2 separate regions of the Capra hircus genome follow, and region 2 is linked to region 1. A link is a contact called in public Hi-C data. All regions are on one chromosome and are shown on one strand. The core of a region is the stretch at or near the end of the contact, and the rest is flanking DNA. Distances in the headings are between cores, read along the strand shown.

What was found. Hi-C and Micro-C count contacts between places; a contact is called where the count stands out from the background.
Region 2: a Hi-C map of blood shows a contact between it and region 1, with 1.7 times the contacts expected there. The contact joins two enhancer-like sites. A contact is called at or near these places in 2 of 5 Hi-C or Micro-C datasets (both in blood).

The regions. Positions count from the first base shown.
Region 1 is chr2:9,438,024-9,445,837 of ARS1.2, forward strand. No RefSeq gene overlaps it. Among named protein-coding and RNA genes, the nearest start is that of ARID1A, 56 kb to the right of the region's middle. Within about 2 kb of position 3,443, at least 5 of the 5 cell types and tissues checked have an H3K27ac peak or open chromatin away from gene starts, as enhancers often do.
Region 2 is chr2:9,490,054-9,497,867 of ARS1.2, forward strand. ARID1A (AT-rich interactive domain-containing protein 1A) reads left to right here and starts at 7,704. Exons shown (of 20, transcript XM_018056498.1): 1 at 7,704-7,814. The coding sequence starts at 7,777. Within about 2 kb of position 4,463, at least 4 of the 5 cell types and tissues checked have an H3K27ac peak or open chromatin away from gene starts, as enhancers often do.

The sequences.
Region 1 (7,814 bases), core at 2,193-4,692:
CTAAGTGTTTTTCAACAAACTACTGAAGTATATAATATTGTTTTCTCCCTTTTTTACAGTGACCAGGTGAATGGCAGCAAGGATGAAACACACCTCAACATTTTGTGGTCCAGCCTCCACATATATTTTGAATACTTCTAGTGATGGATGTGGAGCTTGTTACATTCTAAGACAATCTATTTCATATTTGCGTGACTTCTTTCATATTCTGAGCTACAGTGTGTGTCTCTGAAGCTCCTAAATCATCAGTTTTAGAATCTTAGAACCTCCCAGGACAAGTCTCAATTCTTTTTTTCACACATAGCTCTTCAGGTATTTCAAGATGGCTCTACCATCACTTATGAATTCTTTAACTCTTCCTCCTAAGCTTGGATTTCTCTCTTTTTTTTTTTTGCTTTACAATACTGTATTGGTTCTAAGCCTGGATTTCAAGTCTCCTCACCCTCTTGGTTGGTTGCTCTCTTTACTACATCCCTCTAAAAGTGAACACGTTACCTAGATGAGGTCTAACATAGAATGAAGTGGAGCTCTTTCTCTCCTCGTTCCAGATGCTGTATTTCTATTAATCCAGCCTAAAATTGTATTTAATTCATCTGAAGCCCCACTTGCTGAAAAAACCCAACCTGACACCCCACCACCCCTCTTTGTTATGTACTCGATTTTCTCGTTTATGCTCCTTTCCTAGTTCTCTTGTAACACGTGCACACGATTCAGTTCTTTTCGGCACGACCTTGATCCTCATTCTTTGCTCTGTCAGATTGATCGCTCCCTGAACACATATGTTACATTTATTTTCTCTCAGCTTCTACCACCTTATCTTTTCCCACCTCATCTCCTGGTTTCTACCCATTTCAACATCAGAGAATCCAAATCACTTTTAACCATCTTGCTTCTTTCTGAATCTGGTGAGGTTGGATGTGTCTGTCCTGGTTAACATTTACAATGCATATGCTGACAGTTTGAGGCTAGCTTCCAAGAGAGTAATCTGATTTGGGAATGCTTTTCCTAAGCAGATCTCAACAGATTTCACTTTACTGGAGTTCCAGAGGAAAAAGCATAGCCCCAGACTTGGTCATATAGGGGACATCCTGAAGACAAAAGATGGTGAATTAATGAATGATGACTCTTCATTTTATGGACAGTTAAACTGACAACCAGCTTGGGTGATGAGAAGCACAATGGAAACAGTCTGGGTTTAAAACCTAGTTCTGTAGGTTCCATCCTGGGTTGTGTCAGTTACTTAACTTCTTTGTCTCAATTTATCATCTGTAAAATAATAGCAACAATTGTACCCACCTCTCATAGGCCTGCAGTGAGGAGTTAATTCATATGAAGAGCTGAGAACAGTGCCTATATCACAAGCAGTAAAGGACAAATATTATTATTCCTGGAAAGTAATTTAAAGGTAGAACAGAAAAGAGATTATTCTTCCTAGGTACTTAGGTTTTCTGTATGCATCTTTACAGACCTTAATTCACTGAGCCTTAGTATTGAGGCTTTGGCTTTATAAGGAAGCAGACACTCAGAAAGACGCTCAAGAGACATTTGTGAATGAATGCCCTTCAATCTGGGGGCTGGGGAGAAGCAGGGTAGAATTGTTATTTAAGAGAGAGTAAAGGCTAGAAGAATTATAATCTATCAGGCAGAAGATCTGGCATGCTCTCTTCCTTTTTTCCCCCGGTTGAAACAAACTAACCAACCCACTTTCAAAAATGAGTAAATGTAGATCCCAGTAAGGGCTGTGGAGCTACAGATCTAACCAAAGAATTAAATGGTTTACAATGGTCGACTTTTTGGATTTTTAAGATCTCTGGATTTAAAAAAATGAAAACACGACTTCCTGCCCACCCCTCCCCCCCAACCCCCCTTTTTAGTCTTGGTCATATAGCAGTTTAGCACAGAATTCTACAAAAAGTCAAAGGGTCCACAGAAAGTTACGTTTGGTCATGTTGTATGGTCTACAGTGTAGACTACACTAACAGAAGAGATTAGTTTAGGTTGTGTCAAATCATGTTAAAATACAACATTAAATAAATGCAAAGAGCCCAGAACAAAGAAAGTGATTAAGCTGGTTTAACTGCATTCAACCCACTATGCTAAATCCCCGTAGGGGGCTCTAGTTAAACAACAAATTTAGTTTCTTGGCCTAAATCCTTTTCTTCAAAGAAGAAATTTTTCTTGTGAGTAACTCTGATAAATTTGTTTTCATCTTTTTCATTTCTTAGTCTCTAGGGAAGCTAGGGTGAAAAGAATCTATCTGATTGGGCTGCATTTTTGGAAGAGATGTACTGTGAAGAATGGAATAGAAGGCGATGGGTTACACAGCTAAAGAGGCGTTGGAGGAACTGAGGCATGGGTGAAGTGTGATTGTTCAGCCCCAGAAAAAGGCCAGCTAGTGACACCCGGGATAGGATTTTATCAGGCAGTGAATCAAATAAGGCTGCGAGGGAGATAATAAGGTGTAATTATAGCAGTGCTGTTAGTGCCTGTTCATGGGGTCTGGCAGCAATTTGGTTGAACACCCCTCATTTTGAGAAATTTGTAATTTGGCAGTAAGAATTCTTGCCTTAAAATTTGGCACAAACCTTCACAGTTTAATATTGCAAAATCTGGGAAATGTTGAAATGTGGCTGCTATTCTAATTGAACTTTTTCAGGCTTTTTCGAATTGGTTTTTTTCCTGTTGGATTCAGAAACAAACGCCTCTCTTTTAAAAAGTTCACTAAGGTTTTTTTAAACCACAAACTCATGTACGCTTACAAGCAGATTACTGCTGTAATAAATTCTCATGACTTAAATCTTTGTGTACATACAGAGGGGAAAAAAGCTTTCACTTGAAAAATCCCGAGTTCCTTCTGTTTAGTAGCCCTTTAAAAATTCCCCACAATCAGTATTTTGTTTAATTTCCTTTGAGTCAGAGCGGTGCAACGTGGTGTTGCTCTTGGTTTTATGAACCGACTGCTTCCCCGAAGCTTATTCCCCGTTGTTTTAAAGTAGAAGGGAGGTCACCGGGCTGTAGTGAAATGTGGCCAACTCCGCCTGGGACCAAGCTGGCCCAACGGGCTTCTCTAAAGTAACTGGAAGTTTTCTGACAGGAAACCGGTCAGTTGTTATAAGCGTCGGCTCGGGTTCCCACGGCCCCGGCAGCTGCAGCTCCCCCGACGCCCCTCTCGGGGCCGGGCAGGAGCGCGGGGTGCGGGGCGCTGTGGGCGGCAGGGGGCAGCAGCGGGAACCCGTTGTTCTCCAGGCAGGGGGTGGGGCGGGAAGCTGCCCCCCCACCTCGTTTCCGTGCCCCGCGCTCTCCCCTCCCCCTCTCGCGCCTAGCCTTGCCTTGCCTTGCCTTCCCTCCCCTCCCCGCGGGAGGAGGGCGGGGGTGCGGAGCCCTCCCCCGGGACAGGGGGCGTGTGCGTCCCCTCCGCTCCCCTCCCCCCGGCCGGGCTCTCCTGGCTCCCCGAGGCGGGAGTTTCCAGGAAGAGCTGAGCGCGGTCGCACCACCGAGCGCACGGAGACGTCAAGTAGTCCCTGAGAGCGACCTGATTCAGAGAATTCTAGCTGCCAGAGGCTGTCGGGAGTTGGAACTCTGAAAAGACTGGGAACATCTCTCTGGCCTGGGGAGCTCTGGGAAAGAGGTCCGAGGTCCCACTTTCCATTCCTGGAGAAATATGTGTAGTGGAGGCGGAACGAGTTCCGGCGGAGGGCTCGGACGCGCCGGGTGGAGTGAAGCGCCGCGCGGTCGAAGCGCTCACAGAGTTAAAGTGGGCGGGAAAACCCGGAGCGGACTCTCCCTGACACGCCTAGGACCTCCCTCCCCACTCTCCTTGGGGGAGGGGAACGAAAAAAGAAGAGACAGAAACGTGTTCCCTTTCTCTGCTTCCTAAATGCCTAGTGAAGAAACAAGTGGCGACTCGCCACTTCGAGAAATGCGCTGCAGGACCTTCAGCTCCCGGCGGGGAAGGCTCGTGTGGCTCCTCCTCCAGTAACGTCCGCACCGTCGGCGCTGGGCGCGCGGTCAGAAACCCAGGCCTGCGACCTGGAGGAGCTAGGCGCGCGCATGCGTGCGGTGGGCGCGCGCTTCCCGCCCCTTTCCTGAGCGCGTTCGCTTCCCCCCTCCCCCCACGTTCCTCAGCCGCCACCTCAGAGCTTCCCCCGCACCCAGCCCTCTCTTTTCGGGGGAGGTGGCCCATCTTGCCCATCGACTGACTAACCCCTTCACCCCAGCTTCGCCCCGCCTCCCCTGAGCTTCGGTAAGAACTCCGCAGCTAGGGCTCAGCTTTCACATTCCCGCCTCCGCCTTCTATCTCCCCTCCCAACCCTTAAGCACTTCCTGCAAACTACCCCGTTCTCGCTCCTTTCGGCGCCGCCTCCTCCCAGCCCTAACTGGATGGGTGCGTTCACGTTGGTGGGCCTCTGGGTAGTACCTTGTATTCCTCCTGGAGGCGATGGCTGCTCCATTTTACAGATGAGGAAGTTAAAGTCCAGAGCGCCGACGAGCTTGTCTCTAAAGGCTCCTTGTTGTTGTACAGTCGCTAAGTCGTGTACGACTCTGCGACCCGGCGGCCCGTAGCACATCAGGCTGCCAAGTCGCTTAACTATCTCCGGAGTTTTCTCAAACTCCTATCCATTGAGTGGGTGATGCTCCCTAACTACCTGACAGAACGTGGTCCGGTGGAGGAGGGAATGGCAAACCACGCCGGTATTCTCGCTAGGAGACTCCCATGTACAGTATGAAAAGGCTCCTTTTGAGTTGTCCCCCAAAGCAAACACTGTAACTGGCTTTGGAAAGAGAAACCCTTGACTTGCTACAATTTAAGCAACCTTGGAAAGCCAGTCCCAGTCTTGGCACCCTCAATCCTTCCGGCCAAACCACCGAGCCCAGTTGGCAAACACCATAGAAACAATTTATCCCAAATCAACTATGTAGCGACCTCTAAATTAGAAAAAGAGCCAATTGGTGACTTTAGAGGTTATGTATAGGCTATTTATTCAATGTGAAGTCGTTTTTAAACGCACTGTGTAATATTTTCTCTTAGATGTTGTAATTCTCGTATTCCTTCCCCAATTTGAGATCATGGTTTTGGTTTTGAAAACATTTTCATATAATTTGTCTCCCAGTAACAACAACAACAACAAACTTTTCCTTTTTGTTAGTGTCAGTGTTAATCGCACAGTCACATCTGACTGTTTGCAACGCTGTGGACAGTAGCACACCAGGCTCCGCTAGTTCATGGGATTCTCCAGGCAAGAATACTGGAGTGCGTTCTCATTTCCTCCGCCAGGGGATCTTCCGCACCCAGGGACTGAACCTGGGTCTCCTGTATTTCAGGCAGAGTGTTTACCTTGTTAGACACCACAAAAGTGCTTTGTTAGTATGGTTGATGATTATTCCGAAATTCCACACCTTAATCCCTAAAGTCAATTCTTCCCTGGGCTTCAGTTCAGTTCAGTTGCTCAGTCGTGTCCAGCTCTTTGCGAGCCCATGAATTGCAGCATGCCAGGCCTCCCTGTCCATCACCAACTCCCGGAGTTCACTCAGACTCACATCCATTGAGTCAGTGGTGCCATCCAGCCATCTCATCCTGTGTCGTCGCCTTCTCCTCCTGCATCCCTCCCAGCATCAGAGTCTTTTCCAGTGAGTCAACTCTTCGCATGAGGTGGCCAAAGTATTGGAGTTTCAGCTTTAGCATCATTCCTTCCAAAGAAATCCCAGGGCTGATCTTCAGAATGAACTGGTTGGATCTCCTTGCAGTCCAAGGGACCCTCAAGAGTCTTCTCCAATACCACAGTTCAAAAGCATCAATTCTTCGGCGCTCAGCTTTCTTCACAGTCCAACTCTCACATCCATACATGACCACTAGAAAAACCATAGCCTTGACTAGATGGACCTTAGTCGGCAAAGTAATGTCTCTGCTTTTGAATATGCTATCTAGGTTGGTCATAACTTTTCTTCCAAGGAGCAAGCGTCTTTTAATTTCATGGCTGCAGTCACCATCTGCAGTGATTTTGGAGCCCCCCAAAATAAAGTCTGACACTGTTTCCACTGTTTCCCCATCTATTTCCCATGAAGTGATGGGACTGTCAGCTCCAGTTAAAAGTTATCTCCAGTAGGTGAGAGGTTTGCAAGAGACGTCATAGAGAATCTTGAGGCACTGCATCTCTAAACTTTTTGTGTATCACAAACTTTAAAGCTCTAAGTGGGAATTAAAGGAAAAGATTTGCGTAATTTTATGTATATCAAGAGATTCATTATTTCAGATTCAAATGTTTTGAGATTCTCATTCCAAGCATTGTAAATATGGATCTGTTTTGTTTTGTTAATTTATTTTATTTATTGCCTATGCTGGGTCTTCCTTGCTGGGGGCTTTCTCTAGTTGCTGCGTGCAGGAGCTACTCTTTGTTGAGGTGTGCAGGCTTCTCATTGTGGTGGCTTCTCTTGTTTCAGAGCACAGACTTTGGGCGCTTGGGCTTCAGTAGTTGCAGCACACGGGCTCAGTAGTTGTGGTGCATGAGCTAAGTTGCTCTGTGGTGTGTGGGATCTTCTTGGACTGGGGATGGAATACGTGTCCCCTGCATTGGCAGGCAGATTCTTGTCCATTGCACCACCAGGAAAGTCACTTGGTGGGACTTTCTTTTAAATGACTGTTTTATCACTGTTTCCTTCTATTCCAAGTATTTCTAAATAATTTATTGGACTGATGTCTTCTAAGCATAATGATGGTCTGAAGAACCAGTCCAGATTGTTTCAAGGCAGTTTTTTAAGTTGATTGAATGTTGCATGATAAACTTTCTGAACGTTTGTTCAGTAAATAAATGTTTTCTATGTGTAAAGCACTGTATTAGGTCTTTTGTGAGATATAAAGTTGACAAGCTAGGGAGGGCTATTCTTAAGACGCAGTCTAAGTGGAGATAAAATTCTCTACCATAGGCTCAAATCAGTAAAAATTCGTTGTTATTTCTAGGTTGATTATTATTATTTTTTTTAATCACTTTAGTTATATTGATTTGAGGTTTCCAAAAAATTTCCCCCATGGTCATGTGCAGTTCTCAGGTTCTGGAGAGCCAAGAAGCATCTAAATAGAAAAGATCAGGAGTGGGCAGTGATTTAATGGGAATATGAATAATGATAGTTCAATATTGAAAAATGAGATTATAGAAATGGCAGGAAAGAAAAATGCAAGTGTAAGAAGATCCAGGTCTTCAGATTTTAAATTGTGAAGAAAGCTAGGAAGGCCTTACGAATTATGTGCTGGTTAATTTTGCCTGAGTGTTCATAAATGTAGCTTTTATTTCAGGAAAGATGAAACAGTTTTGTATTTAAGCACATGATTACCGACACAGATTTGATGAAGTTTATTTATTTATTTTTTTGCCCTCACTATGCAGCATGCAGGATCTTAGTTCCCCAACCAAGGATCGAACCATGCTCCCACAGTGGAAGCACAGAGTCCTAACCACTGAACCAGGGAATTCTCTGATGTGGAGTTTTAAGGAATACCAGTGGTAGAGAAGAAAAATCTAGTTTGCAGTGGAATTCAAACTTTGGAAATCAAATCTTTTGATTTAGATTGGAGTCAAAACTTTTACCTATCCCACTGCCAAAGAAAATCAATTATAGTTGAGATTAAACATATAACTTAAATCTAAATACTTTTAGATCAATTAAGGATGCATTGCATTTGAACTTTATTATTCAAATTTACATTTCTACAGTGATTTTATAAGCTTTAGCTTCATTCTGCTACTCTGAATGTTTCTGCTGGGCTCCTGCTTCCAGTTACTGCAACTTTGCTGTTACATCCTGGTTTGCGGACTGATACC
Region 2 (7,814 bases), core at 3,213-5,712, 53 kb after region 1:
ACTCTCAAACTGTAGGTAGGCTCTTTGCATTGATTATTAGGTAGTTTGTTCTCCTTTAACTTTTTGTCTTCCCTTTCCACCCCCAATCACTCCTAAGAATTACACTTCTAAGAGAGTTTTTGTTGTCTTTGTAGTACCTCATTCCTGTAAATTCCTTCTTATCCATGTTTTTGTTCTGTTTCAAGTAGTTTGGGAAATGGCAGTGTAGAATGTATTTGATATAACCCTAGTCCTGATCAGGATTTGTGTATATATATGTTTATACAGGGAAAGACTAGGTTAGATAGTACAGCGTATACAGTGGTGAAGTATTTACTAAATTAATTCATATCCAATTAGCAGATCACTCACAGGCAGTTAAAAAGTGATGTCAGTGAACAGTTATGGCTCACCATGTTTGCTTGTTTGCTATTGCTTTAGTCCTAGCACCATTGCTATGGCAGGGCCCTCCTCTGAATTTTATTGTGGGACTTCAGAAATGTCTCCTGCCAACGATAGCATAAATAAGTATTCTAGGAGACAGTTAAAGCAAGGAACAAGTTACTTAGTGTGGTTTAAAATATGGTTTTATACTGACATTATTGGCAATAGTCATAACATTAATTTCTAGTTGAAAAAATAAAACACTTACAGGAATTTGGAGCCTAAATAGAAGACCCTTTTGGGTGGAAATTGGGTCAGAACAGCACATGCAACTCAAGGATTGCTGAAGAAGGGCAAGCACATAGAGTGAAGTTGCTTCATCATGAAAGGTGAATATTCATTGTATAGACTGTGTGTCCTTGGTGAAGTTTATAAAATGGTTTCTACCTAAACTCCCTGTAATAGTTACCACTTGTGCTCATAATGGATTACTAAAAATTTCAGTAGCCAATCAGGTTGTGACCTCCTTAGCTCTAAGCGTCTTCCTAGAAAATATCTTTCTTTAAAAAATAATTGTATTTATTTACTTATTTATTTTTGGTTGCGCTGGGTCTTCATTGCCGCACATGGACTTCCTCTAGTTGTGGCAAGCAGGGGTTACTCTTTGGTGCAGTGCATGGGCTTCTCATCTCGGTGGCTTTTCTTGTGGCTGAGCACAGGCTCCAGGCCCAGGGGCTTCAGTAGTTGCAGGACACGGGCTCAGTAATTGTGGGACATGGGCTTAGTTGCTTTGTGGCTTGTGGAATATTCATGGACTTGCATTGGCAGGTGGATTCTTATCCACTGCACCACTAGGGAAGTCCTAGAGAATATCTTAGGAAGGTTATGTAGTATCTCAGTTCTCCTATGTTTTCATCTTGAAAACACGGCTGTAGTCATAAAAAACCAGAGTACGTGAGAATCGACTAGAATCCTTCTTGTCTAGCTACGTTGGACTTCCAACTTTAGCTGGACTAAAGCAGAACAACATCAGTCATGAACTCCCAAGTTTTGTAGAACGGACTGCCATATTTTTAGGTAACTGTCATTGCCTGGGGGAAAAAATACTTAAATGAGTTCTTGGACTTTGTTCTGAGGTCAAAAGTGACCTCACATTAAAAAATGGGTATTTTATATAATGATCTCGGTGTCTGGGGCAAAAATCGTACCTAATGTTGTGTGATATAATGTATTCTTTTGCTTGAACAGAGTTTGTGGATGGATTCTATTAAACAAAATACATTGTGGTGGAGAGGAGCGTGCAGTGTGTGTGTGTGTGTGTGTGTGTCTCATTATTTCAGTTTTTAAGTGGCCTTTTGGGTAGGCTTGATGCCGTGTGTCAGGTTGTTTTACTTTTGTCTCCTGTTCTCCCTACAGCAAGACTGGAAGAACAACAACACACTTATACCCGAGCCAATTGGAACCAACCTACTCGTCTCCACCCCCAGCCCCTCTGTAGCTTCATTTCAATGTTGTTAAATTTCAGGGCAGAAAGTGATAATTTGGAAAAGTGCCAAAACTGACTGTAATTTTTCCTGGCAGCTTTCCCTTGGTGTCACTGGTAAGTTCTGCATTTCACTGGAGTACCACACCACTGCTACTACAATATTCCACAGCAGACCTTCTCAATTGGTCCACTCTCATCTTCGGAAGAAGCCATTTTTCAGTAGGGATAGATGGATTTACACTCTCTTAAAGCTAGTTGGAATGCTTTCCCTTAAGGGCCATTCACTTCCTGCCTTATGCCTTGTAAGTTCCTTTGGCTTTTCCTTGATGCTTACATAAAAAGCCTGGGATGATCATGCTGGAGTATTCTCTTGAGGTGGCTGAGTTGCACACTTGCTGCTTTAGCCTCCCTTCATGTTTCAAAGGACTGTATGCCCTGCCTCATTCCATTTTGTCTGTGCTCACTGGGTTTTTTCTTTACTTTCCACCTCTCTTCTACAGATTTGTGTTGGAGCAAAAGACTCCATTCCAGATCCATTCCAGAGTTGCTATGAGAAACTTCCCCACTCTCTGACTTTTTTTTCTATCTCAGTAAAATGGCAGTGTAAGAAAGCTCTGTGCAATCAGGGTTGAAATAAATACCCACCTAGAATATTTGATTTTCTTTCTGACATTCTTCTCCATTCTCAACTTTCAAAAATTTCCCTTACAATCATTTTACATGTGTGAAATGTTCTAGACTGGTTTTTAAAGAATAAAGCAGAACAAAAGCAGCCAGTATTGGTTTAATATGGGAAGTCAAAGAAAACAGACTTTTCCTGTTCCTGAGCAATGCCTTCAGTATTAAAACTGGTGACCTTATCTTTCTTTGGTAGTGTTGTGAGTGTGTTGTTAGTTAGTGTGTTGTTTAGTTCTCCAAATCTAAAAACAGCTTTGTGTAATAAGTGCTAAATACAAAACTGTCCTGTGTCTTCTGATGGACTATAAAGTGGCTTTCAAACTTCTTTGTAAGTAGGTTTGTCGTATATGCACTGTTTCTGTGTCAACCTTCAAGGAGGCTCAGCAGAAATGCCCAAATTCCTGATATGCTTAGTGGTTTTATAAAACTCCAGTCTGCAATGGTTTGTCTTAAATTAGTATTAATACTTTTGCACTATCTTCTGCAAAAGAATCGTCAGCAAGCTCACCAATGAGACAGGTGGATAAGGAGAATGAATATATTAGTGTGAGAGAATTGGTGCCTTTCTCCTCATGTTAGATTGACTCTGAGTCCTTGCTTTGTTTGAAATCTACCACAATCCAGATCAGCCTGGACCTTTATTTTATCTTATTTTACATTTCAGTTTTGGGGTAGGTGATGGTGAGGCTAATTCTTTTTTATAGTGGTACAAAAAAAGCAAGTTGACTTATACTTAAGGTTTTTTGTTTTTTGTTTTTTTTTTTTGCAGGGCTCCTCTTCTGGTGAAAAAAAAGACTCATTCAGAAATTACCATTTCTCCAAATGTGTTCTTTCTTATTGTGAAAGATAAATTCCTTCAAGTTGTTTATTTTAAAAGTTTAAAATGAATGGCAAAAGGATCGAGACAAGCAGTTGTTGAGCCACCACCATGCTTGATACCTCTGGACTTGCTCCTTTGGAATTCTAGGTGCTGGGCAAGGGCAATTTTACCAGGGTCTGTTGAGAGCGCCACTCGGACTCCGTTCCATTTTTCTCGGTGGCGATCCAGTTCGTATCTTACAGCTCCCGCCTGGAAGCCGGCAATATAATGAATTGCCTTGACTCTTGCTTCAATCCACTTTCCTCGCTTAATATGCAGCCCAAAGTTTTGCAGCTCGCTGTCAGATGGTAGTGCTAGACTTTCACACTGCTCCCAAAGCCTCCACTGGGGCTGTTTCGGAACACGGAGTTACAAACTTTAAGAAACAGACCGCTCCAGACGGAAATCCACGCCAGGCTTTGAGCTCTGCTTCTGGCTTCCGTCAACTGACATAGTTGCCCTTTTGCTCAAACTCTCAGCTCCAGTTCTCACTCGGGAGAGCTCTGCTGGGTGTCTGCTTGCTTCGCCGCGACGGAGACGCGTGCAGGGCCACCACCCGGCGCTCCATCCGATTTCCCCGCGTCTTAGTTCAGAACCTAGACAAACCCTCACTTGGGTCCCTGGACTTAAACGTTTTCCTTCCAAAAAAAAAAAAAAAAATGTAGAAAAGAAAGAGCTGGGCCCAATCTTTTGTTTATTGAATTTTGTATTTCGGACACTTAGGGGAAGCAAATAGCCAGAAAGGAAAGGCGGTCCACCTTGCAAACGCTTCCATCTCTTAGCAAACCCTCCAGGCCTGGGTTCCACATTTTGCAGTTGACTGCGTGGATTTTAATAGGTTGCTCCCTTACTCTCAGGCCCAATCCATGCATACCGTGCAGCCAGATTAAATGAGAGCACATCCTCTGCCATTTTCAGTCGGTTTGTCCTGGCAGCCCTGCCCCCTTCCCTGGCTGCGGCAGCAGCGGGAGTTAATGCTGCGCGCAGAAAACTCCGCCTTATCCTCCGGGCCGGAGATCCAGTCCACGTTTGCCAAGTGCCGTGCGGTTGGGGACGGCGATAAGAACTCTCTCGTGAGGGAGCCAGCGAGACTTTAGTCCGGTTTCCATGTCAACGATTCAGTCCATATTTGCCATCAGGCTGTTGGTGGCACTGGAGCTTTCGTGCGGGTAGCGCTGTCCTAGTCCTAGTTCTCCAATCTGCGCCGGGATTCCTGAGCTGCCAGGGTGTGGGGTTAAAAGGCAGGGACCGTGGGGGAGAAAACTCCACCAACTGGAGGACCCACAGTCCCAAACCAGGGTCTTGGAGCTCGGGCCAGCCACGTGCCCAGCTCCTCTCCTCCCCCCCTTTCCCGCTGCCATTGCCCCTTGGGAAAGCTAATGCGCCAGTTTCTAAGAAAGTTCCCGTCCACTCGGCTGTCCCTGGGACAGTGATGTGGGCTCTAGAGGTAGCCGTGGAAGTGGATCCTAAAGGATTTGAAATTTAAAAAAAGAAAAAAAAAAAGGTGGGAAAGGGGAAATCCTAAATTACCTCCTTCAACCCAAGTAGATAGATTTTTGTGCACTTTATTGCTAGATAAAGATGGTGGCTGTTTTCAAAACAGCGTGCCCACGTGTCAGAAAGGGATTTTGGCATTTTCCAAATTTCACAGCCATTGAAGAAGGGGGATGAGGGCTTCCTCTGGAGGCAAATTCATTCTGGCTTCCAGATTTTCACTGGGCTCCAGGTTTCTCATTACACTCCAGCTCTGAGGGAAATGGCAGGGTAATTGCATGTAAAAAATTCTTCATTTGTGTGCAGGACTCAGGACTGTTTGCCAGCTCAGAGGCAGTTGATTAAATAGCCAAGCTCCATTTCTGAGGCAGCCTATAATTTGGTTTCTAGGACCTGATGCACCAGGAGAGTTGTTGCCCCTGAGGACTGTGAATGAAAGGAGGGCACTGGTCCATTCCAGTCAGTCAGATTCTGGTAGGCTGGTTTGGTTCTTGGCTTGAGGGGAAGAAAACACCACTCTTAGAGTCTTAAGAAGTTTGTGCCTTTTTAGTGTAAGATGATATTAGGTTTTCTGGGGGTTAAGAATGAGTTCAGGTTTGGGGAATTATTCAGTGACCAGTGAGTGGCACAGCCAAAAAAACTCCAGGGGCCTGCGGAATCTGGAAATTCTAAGGTAATGGTTCTATGGCCATGAAGCATCTATTTACAATATTTAAGTGGGGATGAAGCCCTGGTGTCTAATGACTAGCTGACCTAGCATCTCTCAAGGCAGCCCTGGGCTTCGTGAGAAGCCGGATTCTGGCCTGTGTAGCCTGTCATGTCAGAGAATTCTAAGTCAGTCAGAGGAGGACAAGGCTGCTGCTGAGATGTGGTGGAGCCTGTGAATCTAGAATTTTCTGTGTATACCTCCAGTTCACTCAGCATCTCTTAGAATGTAACAGTAAACTTTAATGATTCCTTACAATGAAGGATAGAAAAACAAATTTAGGCTGCATCTGTTTTCTGAGTGAGGTGTTAGACGGCACCTTTTCTCTCTTTTTAAGGAGAAAACTGTTCCCTCTATTTGGTCATCCCTCTTTGGCAGGGGTTCCTTTGAACACTCAGGTTCCACCAGTCCCTGGAGTCTCTTCTGTGGTCTGTTACAGTCTTACAGGTACTGTCTTTGGAGACTGGGGACCTTGGTCATTGTGGGCAAAGGTGGGGCTTGTGTCTTCCTCCAAGAAGGCGGTCATATGTCCCCAAAATGTTTTCAGGGGTGACCATTTTATATCAGTTGAGATGACCAGCTTTGATCTCAAACCCATTCTGATGTTCTGATCCCACTGTTGTATATGGCACCACTTTTTTTATTACTATTATTTCTAACGCTAAGTAGACAGGGGCAGCACTGGGGACTCTGCTACTTTTTAAAGTCACCCTCCACTGCCCCTGTCTTTGTAAGTGATAGGCTAAGTGACAGGCCAGTCCCCTATGCTGTCTTATAACTCTGTAAAATGGGGATAATGGACTTCATGCTCCTTATAAGTGATAGGCTAAGTGATAGGCCGGTCCCCTTCGCTATCTTTTGAGTCTGTAAAATGGGGATCAGGAACTTCATGCCCCCAGGGCCTGTGAGGACCGGCTAATGAGGGCAGAGAGTGGGAAAACGGAAAGTCTGAAACTGATCTGTCATTCCATGCAGCTTGCAAAGAGGATACAACGTAAAGCTCAGCTGGGTCTTTGGAGCAGGTCTGCAAAAGGCTTTGAAGAAGGAAAAGTGCCGCGGAGATGCTAAGTAGCGGCCAAGAGACCAGGCCCGCTGCCAGGGTGGGGGTCAGGCCTGGGCCGAGGCGGCCGCGGTCTCGGGCTCAGGCCAATTTTGCAGCCGCGAGTAAAGTTCACGCCGCCCGCGGCGCGAAGGGGACCGACCTGGATAGGGAGGCCAGGAGGGAGGCGGCGCGCAGGCTCCGGAGAGGCGCGAGTTCCGGGCCGGGTTTTCCCCGAAGCCTTCGGCGGCGGCGCTGCCGAGCGAGAGCGGCAGAGCGCTTGCCGCCGCCGCCGCCGCCGCCGCGGCTGGTTCTCTCCCCTCCTCCTTTGTGAGGGGAAGGGAGCGAGTCCGTTCCACGGCCTGCGCCCCGCTCCGCGCTCCGTTCCGGGTTTGCCAGGCGGCCGCGACGGCGCTGGGTAAAATGGCAGTGCTGAGCCTCGTGTCGGAGTGAGGGGGACTCGGAGGAGAGTGGGGCGCTCTAGCCGCTCAGTCCGGCCGCCCGCCCGCTCGCCCGCTCGCCGCCGCGCAGCAGCCTCGGCCCGGCGCCGCGGCCGGGGAGGGGAGGCAGGGCGCCCGGCCCGGCCCACGCTCCGACTCTGCCTGCCGGCGCCCGGGCTGCTGCCGCGCGCCCTCCAGCCCGCCCGTCCCGGGTCCCCCTCCCCCCGCTCCCTCCCTCCCTCCCTCCCCGCCCCCTCCCCCTCGCCTCCCTCCCTCCCCTCCCTCCCTCCCTCCTTTCTCCGGCAGCAGAAAGCGGAGAGTCACAGCGGGGCCAGGCCCTGGGGAGCGGAGCCTCCACCGCCCCCCTCATTCCCAGGCAAGGGCTTGGGGGGGAATGAGCCGGGAGAGCCGGGTCCCGAGCTTACAGAGCCGGGAGCAGCTGAGCCGCCGGCGCCTCGGCCGCCGCCGCCGCCTCCTCCTCCTCCGCCGCCGCCGCCAGCCCGGAGCCTGAGCCGGCGGGGCGGGGGGGAGAGGAGCGAGCGAGCGAGCGAGCGAGCGCAGCGCAAAAGCCGCGGAGCCCCGCGAGGCCCGCCCGGGCGGGTGGGGAGGGAAGCCCGGGGGGACTCGGCCCCGGGGCGGGGTGGGGTGGGAGGGGGGTGAGAGAAGACGAAGACAGGGCCGGGTCTCTCCGCGGACGAGACAGCGGGGATCATGGCCGCGCAGGTCGCCCCCGCCGCCGCCAGCAGCCT